Regions from separate parts of the Mus musculus genome. Here region 2 is linked to region 1. Evidence: chromatin contacts called from public promoter capture Hi-C data. All regions are on one chromosome and are shown on one strand. The core of a region is the stretch at or near the end of the contact, and the rest is flanking DNA. Distances in the headings are between cores, read along the strand shown. Region 1 holds the start of Adap1 (ArfGAP with dual PH domains 1). Region 2 holds the start of C130050O18Rik (RIKEN cDNA C130050O18 gene).

Evidence for each region. Capture Hi-C pulls out chosen DNA fragments and counts their contacts.
Region 2: a contact with region 1 is called in a promoter capture Hi-C map of pancreatic islet. The contact joins the promoter of C130050O18Rik here to the promoter of Adap1 in region 1. A contact is called at or near these places in 5 of 39 promoter capture datasets (the C10 cell line, the SN4741 cell line, liver and 1 more), 6 of 484 Hi-C or Micro-C datasets (B cells, the HL-1 cell line, brown adipocytes and 3 more), 2 of 115 datasets of contacts at active chromatin or transcription factors (the HPC-7 cell line and embryonic stem cells) and 3 of 9 other capture datasets (adipose tissue, liver and pancreatic islet).

What each region holds. Positions count from the first base shown.
Region 1 is chr5:139,323,852-139,327,034 of GRCm38.p6, forward strand. Adap1 (ArfGAP with dual PH domains 1) reads right to left here and starts at 1,613. Exons shown (of 11, transcript NM_172723.4): 1 at 1,430-1,613. The coding sequence starts at 1,511.
Region 2 is chr5:139,403,665-139,406,603 of GRCm38.p6, forward strand. C130050O18Rik (RIKEN cDNA C130050O18 gene) reads left to right here and starts at 1,620. Exons shown (of 3, transcript NM_001384195.1): 1 at 1,620-1,743; 2 at 2,768-2,908. The coding sequence starts at 2,830. All of the region lies in intron 2 of 3110082I17Rik (RIKEN cDNA 3110082I17 gene), which reads right to left.

The DNA.
Region 1 (3,183 bases), core at 363-2,862:
TGGTGTAGGGTGGTTCCTATTGAGCCTTCTGGAAGCCCCTTCTTCCTCCTGCTCAGGCCAGGAGGTCTAGGGAAAGTAAAAGCTGTTCTGGCTGGGTGGCCAAGGAATACGAGGTTAGGCCAGCTTCTCTCGTGGGGTTTGCTGCCCCCCCCCCACAAGTCAGGCTTGGAAGCTGGGCAACCCATCAGCCCTCCTTACAGGGGACTCCAGCATAGCCAGCTTTCCTAAACAAGTTGAAAGGCAGGTCTGAGAGAGGGAGGTGGGGAGAGTCCACTGAGCCAGGCCAGCTGGCAGCAGTACCACATAGCACCAGGGAGGCACCACCCCGCTGCACCACCGTCAGGGCCCTGCGGTGCCCCAAGAGACCAGGAAAGGGCTACTTCATCTTGCCTACTTCCCACTGAAGCTTGGTCAATGTCTCCTCCCAGGGACACCAGGGCCCCTGGGGTGGCATGCACTTACTATTGGCTAGCAGATTCTCAGCCTCAGGCTGGCACTCTTCAGCCCAGAGGCGGGGATGTGGGGGAGAGATGGGAAGGAGGTCCTATTTACAGACTGCAGGCTTTCCGCCTGCATCTCAGGGAGATAGAGTTAAGTCCCCAAGGAATTGATTCCTGGTATGTTCTGAGGGGTTCATGCTAGGGCCCCCTGATATCCCTGAAATGCCCTGTCCCCACCTGCATACCCAGATAGGATCGGCCTGGGAGGGCCAGCTCTCAGAGCCTGCCAGCTGGTCAGAGAACCCGGCCCTTTTTCCATAGCCAATCCTGAGCCCCTGTGTTCTGGCCCCTACAAATCCTTCCAAACCTGGAGCAACCAAGGGACAAAGTCTGGAAGATGTCTGACATATGCGTCTATGACTCCCACCTGTCCCCGACTGTCCTGATCCCAGAGAAGCTAGGTAGAGAGAGCCAAAGGCACATGGCCAGAATGTCCTCACAGGGCCACCCAAGGCTCTGCATCCTCCCCCAGCCTTGAGTCTGTACAAGACGGTGGCCCCAGGCAGGGATGCCATGACGTCATCTCCAGGTAGCTGGGAACCAGGTGGACCCCATACTCCCTGGCAGACACCCTGGGCTCACTGGCCGCTTTCCTTGCAAGCCAACCGCCCCTGCTGATTTCCTCTTTTTTTTTAATACCCCGAGACGCCAAGGTTTCGCAAGGCTGGGGAGGGGAGGCGGCTGCGGGTGACAGCGTGACACGCAGCCCGGCGGGGGAGGGGAGTCGGCGGCACAGGTCGCACGGAGCCCGCGAGGTGCCCTCCGGATGCTGCGCCTCACCACTGCCAGTCCCTGACGCCGGCAGGTGCACCCGGGCCGCGCCCCAACCCAGCCAGGACCCAGCGCGTGGCGCGTCCCCATCCCCCGCGCCCCCCACGCAGTCCTGTCCACCCGGCCGCACCCCGCGCCTCCGCCCGTCCCGCACCTACCCGGGGCTCCGCAGTCAGCGCAGCGCGTGTTCCCCGGCCGCGTCAGTAGCTCCAGCAGCGCCCGGCGCCGCTCCCCGGCCATGGCTGCGCGGCCACCGCGCCGTCCCGAGCACGCCCGCCCCGCTAGGGCCCCGCGCCGCGCGCCCGCCGCCCGCCTTGCGCCATCGCCACCGCTCAGCCCGCGCGCCGGCCCCGATCGTGTCGCCGCGCGGGGCCGCCCTGAGCGGAGCTGCGCGCGCGGGGACCGGGGAGTAACGCACGGCGCGCCCGGGACGGCGCGGCCCGCGGGCGGCCCCCAGCGGCGCGGACAGGGAGCGGCCTCTTGGAGAGCCCGGCCTCAACGGGTCCACCTGGGGCGGGGTCGCAGGGAACCCGCGCTGCGGAAGGATGGGCCACCCAACACGCAAGCGTGCCTGTTGGGTTGAAGCTGAGGTCGCGGGCAGCTCAGGCTAGCCCTACCTATGAATGACAAATTCCAGTACTAAAAGGATCGAAGGGCTCCACCCTCACACGTGTCCAAGTCTATAGTCTCATCTCCAAGAGATAGGACAAGAACTGGCCACACCCTTCCTGATCTCTGGCCCGCTCCCTCCCAGAGCCGGGTGTCTGCTTCTTTAACTGGCCCTAGCATTTCTTTTCAAATTCCATTTTCTCCATTATAAACGCAATAGTAGCCATTTAGAAGCCAATGGCCACACCCAACTGAGAAATGAAAGCCATCTCCAAAGCCTCCTGAGAGTCTACTCCTGCTAATATGTCACAGCCAGGGTGTTGGTTGCTCTATGATTTGGCCCCACAGTGTTCCCTGCCCCGCAAAGGCCCCTGGGTTAAGGGCACAGTCCCCACGGTGATGCTATAGTGTGGTCAGGGCTACTGGGAGGAAGTTAGGTTGTTGGGACCCTAGCCTCTTCGTTATGCTCTCTCTTGCTTCCTGGGGAGGAAGGGTCCGTTTTGTCCCACCACGTATGTCATGCTGCTTTACTGCACATTGTCTTTCTGAGTGTCTACTTTGATGTCATGAACGTTTGCAATCCTGGCCGACTCCACCTGGTGGCCCTCTGCTGAGGCTGTTGTCTTGCCAGGGGCATCTGTCCCTCCTGACCTGGCTGTCATGCCATTGCAGAACTTGTTTTGGGATCAGGAGACAGAACATGCAACCTGCCCCAATGCACATTTTGGAGGTCTTGAGGCCGGTGGCGCTGTAGGCTTGTTGTTTAACGGATCTAATGTTTTTCTCCTGAAGCCTACTGGAGCCTGGCTCCAGACCTGGCACACAGCAGGAGCTTGGAGAATGAAGCAAAATGCAGACTGCTGGGGGCTGGGGAAGTGGTTCAATGGATAGAGAGCTTACCCAGCATTCACCGAGCTGCGTATTGTGTCCTCGGCACCACAGAACCTAGGAGTACTGACGGATGCCTCTACTCTCAGTGCCCAGGAGGTCGAGGCAGGAGGATCCGCTGTTCAAGGCCATCCTCAGCTACACATCTAGTATGAGGAGAACAACCTGGACTATACGAGACCCAGTCTTTAAAAACAAACAAACAAACAAGCAACAAAAATACAGAATCAAGACAAAAATAGACTAATGGTAGTAGTTGTGTCCCAGGTCTCTAGTAATCCAGTCAGTCTCAGACTTGCAGCAATCCTGCCACCGTCTCTTGAGTGCTCAAATAACAAGCATGGAGTGCCACCTATGCTTTCTTATTCAACCCCCATTTTATAGTCAGGGAAACTGAGGCACACGTATGCATGAC
Region 2 (2,939 bases), core at 370-2,869, 80 kb after region 1:
AAGGCAGCCACCACACTCACCACAGGTTCAGCTGGAGAAATGATAAATGAGGTAGGGGGGAGCCATGGTGGGGACAGCCAAAGCCTCCCAGCTGGTGGGGAACCACACTATGGCAGGGGAAAGAGGGAGGAAGGAAGCCATACCTACCCACTGTCCCTTCCTTCCCTATGCAAAACATGTATGCCCCCGCTCCTTCCCACCCAGCATAGACTCTGCCCTTGGTGTTGGGGGCTCCTGTGGGGCAGGACTATGGGCTGTGCAGGTCCTGAGCACAGTTGCACAAGCACACAGTCTGAGGGCCACGTCTTCCTGTAATCCCATGGCAGCATGTGCACGCAGCCCAGAGGCCACATCATCTTGAATGCTTGCAGCAGCATGAGCATGCAGTCTGGGGCCACGTCTTCCTCAATTCTGAATTCCCACGGCAGCATATGCACGCAATGTAGGGGCCACATGCTTCTAAATGCTTGCAGCAGCGTGAGCATGCAGCCCAGGGACACAGCTCCCTGGATTCTATTACCAGGTCAGAGCAAAGGTTCCGGCCAGCACTTTGGGGCCAACAGCACACATCCAAGCAATCACAAGCTTAGGCTTAAGCTTTAGGTCTTAAACTGAAGAAGACCTGTGACATCAAGGAAGTGGTCACTGAGCTGGAATGGTCTGGGAGGTGGTTAGTTCATGGCTGGGGCCCTGCAACGCCCATGAGAATCAATTTACCCAGCACCATCCAGGAGAGCCACCATACCCAGAGGCCAACCTGAGCTCGGGGGCTATCATTGCTCACTTCCCAGGACACTAAGGCCTGGAGATGGGTGTCTAACTCCAAAGCTCACACAATAGTGAATGTGGAGAGAGGAGCCACAGTTCTGTCTAGGCACACCCAAGAGCCAGGGGTGTCCCACGGACTGGCTCAGCCTAAGGTCCAGCATGAGTCAGGGGAAACATTAGGACCCGAGGACATGCAGGGCCACACCAAGGTATAAAGGCTTGGGCTACACATCTGTGCACTGACTGCAGCCTGCGCTGCAGTCCCTCTGAAGTTCCAGTGTCTGAGCTGTTGAGGCTGGGGCAGGCTGGTCACTACCTCATTTCGGCTCCAGCTAAGCTGCAGAGCCTCTAGTTCCACGGCCTGTCCCCAGAGCTCCTCCCTTTGGGCCTGGAGGTGCCACTAGGTACCTCTCTGTGACAAGTAGAAGATGGTTCCAGAAGAAGACTGTTAACATGGGATTGTCTCTTCACCAGGGGACAGGGTGTGTGACACACAGAGGGCACAGTGGTGGGCCTCAGAGCAGTCTATACTTCCCTTACCAGCAGATAAACAGAATTTGAAACAAAGAGGGTTATCAGCCCCAGGGTCCCCACCCTACGTCTGTGCCTGCCTGTTCAGTCCCCAGGAGAAGGCCTAGGCACTCACTGTGGGACAAAGCCCAAGTGAGGCAAAGGAGGCTAGCCGGTGAGCCCACAGGCCACATCCTGTCATGGAAGCCTGATACGCAAGGGGCCATTCTCAGGAGTGACACAATAGGGTTTTGCAGAACTGTCAAAGGCCATTAGGAAGGTCATAGCCAGTAGCCACCCTGAGAATTGTCATCAAATAAGGAAGTACCAGAGGTGGCCCCACTGGCCTTAGAGTCCTTGAGCTGAATGCTACCACACTGACCTCGCAGCCAGGAGGGGGACACACAGGGACACATAGGAAGCTGGCCCGGAGTTGTGGGTTGATAGCCGCTCATCACACACCAGGTAGGGAGGGGAAAAGGGGGGCCACTGAGATGAGACCTGAGACATTAGTGCCTCCTCAGACTTCTCTCCCACTAGATTCTTCCTCTCCGGGGCAGCATCTGGCATTCAGGGCTGAAAATGCACTCAGGAGTCCAGGTCCCCAGTTAATGGATTTCTAACACCATTCCCCACCCCCACCCCTCAAGTCAGACAGCAGTACGCCACACAGGAACTACCCAGAGGCCCCAGGCACAGCGCTGGGATGGCTCTCCTACAGCACTCAGGAGGCTGAAGGAACTGCCTGAGACCAGTACCACAGGGCAGCTTGGGGCTGATACCGCATGACCAGCCTGCAACACTGCAGAAGTAGGCATACCCGGGAGCGGGCAGGGGTGAGGGTAAAGCCCACTGCACTTTGAGATCTTTAAAGTATTCTCAAGACCGTTTACCTTCATCTGGCTGGGGCTCTCTCTTCAAAACTCATCTCAGCCAGCATCATGGCATCCTGAGCAAGGCCCAGAGAGACGACACAAGCAGATGTGCAATCTGGCGTCATGTCTAGGCACAGCCCCATCCCAGGCAACTCCGAGATGCAGCTGCAGCCATTGGTGCAAGGATAGTAAGGGGTGCCAGGTGTCACCTGCTATCCAGATTGGAGTGTCCACTGTCCTGAGTCACCCTGTGCCAGGGACAGAGGGACAAGACCCTCATCCATGTGGCAAGGTTCCATGCACTGGTTTGTACTCGCTGGGAGGACTTTTTCCTGCTGGGTGGGGCTTCAGCTCCTATTTTAGGTTACAAATGTCTTTGCCTTCTGGGAGGGACCTTCTGCGAGTGGCCAGCACACTTCTGCAAGAAAGCCCTGGAAACTCTCAGACACACACACACACACACACACACACACACACACACACACACACACATCACTCTTCCACCTCAGACATAGGCCCATTTAGATTCTTCTAGGTCACATGGTCCAACCATAGCCCGCTTAAACACAGTGTGTGGTTTGGACGACTCCAGGCCAAATCCTGTTTTTCCTTAGGTACTGAGGGCGTCTGTGCCAGCCTGTCTTTGGAGAGTGTAGAGCAATGGAGGGAAGACTGGATGAACAGAGAGCATGCCCCAGCCTCACGGCAACCCCCCAGTGCTGACAGAGCGTTGTGTGGATTTCAGGCTGGCACAGGTGAGCACTGTTTTTATGTCCTGGAGAGGAA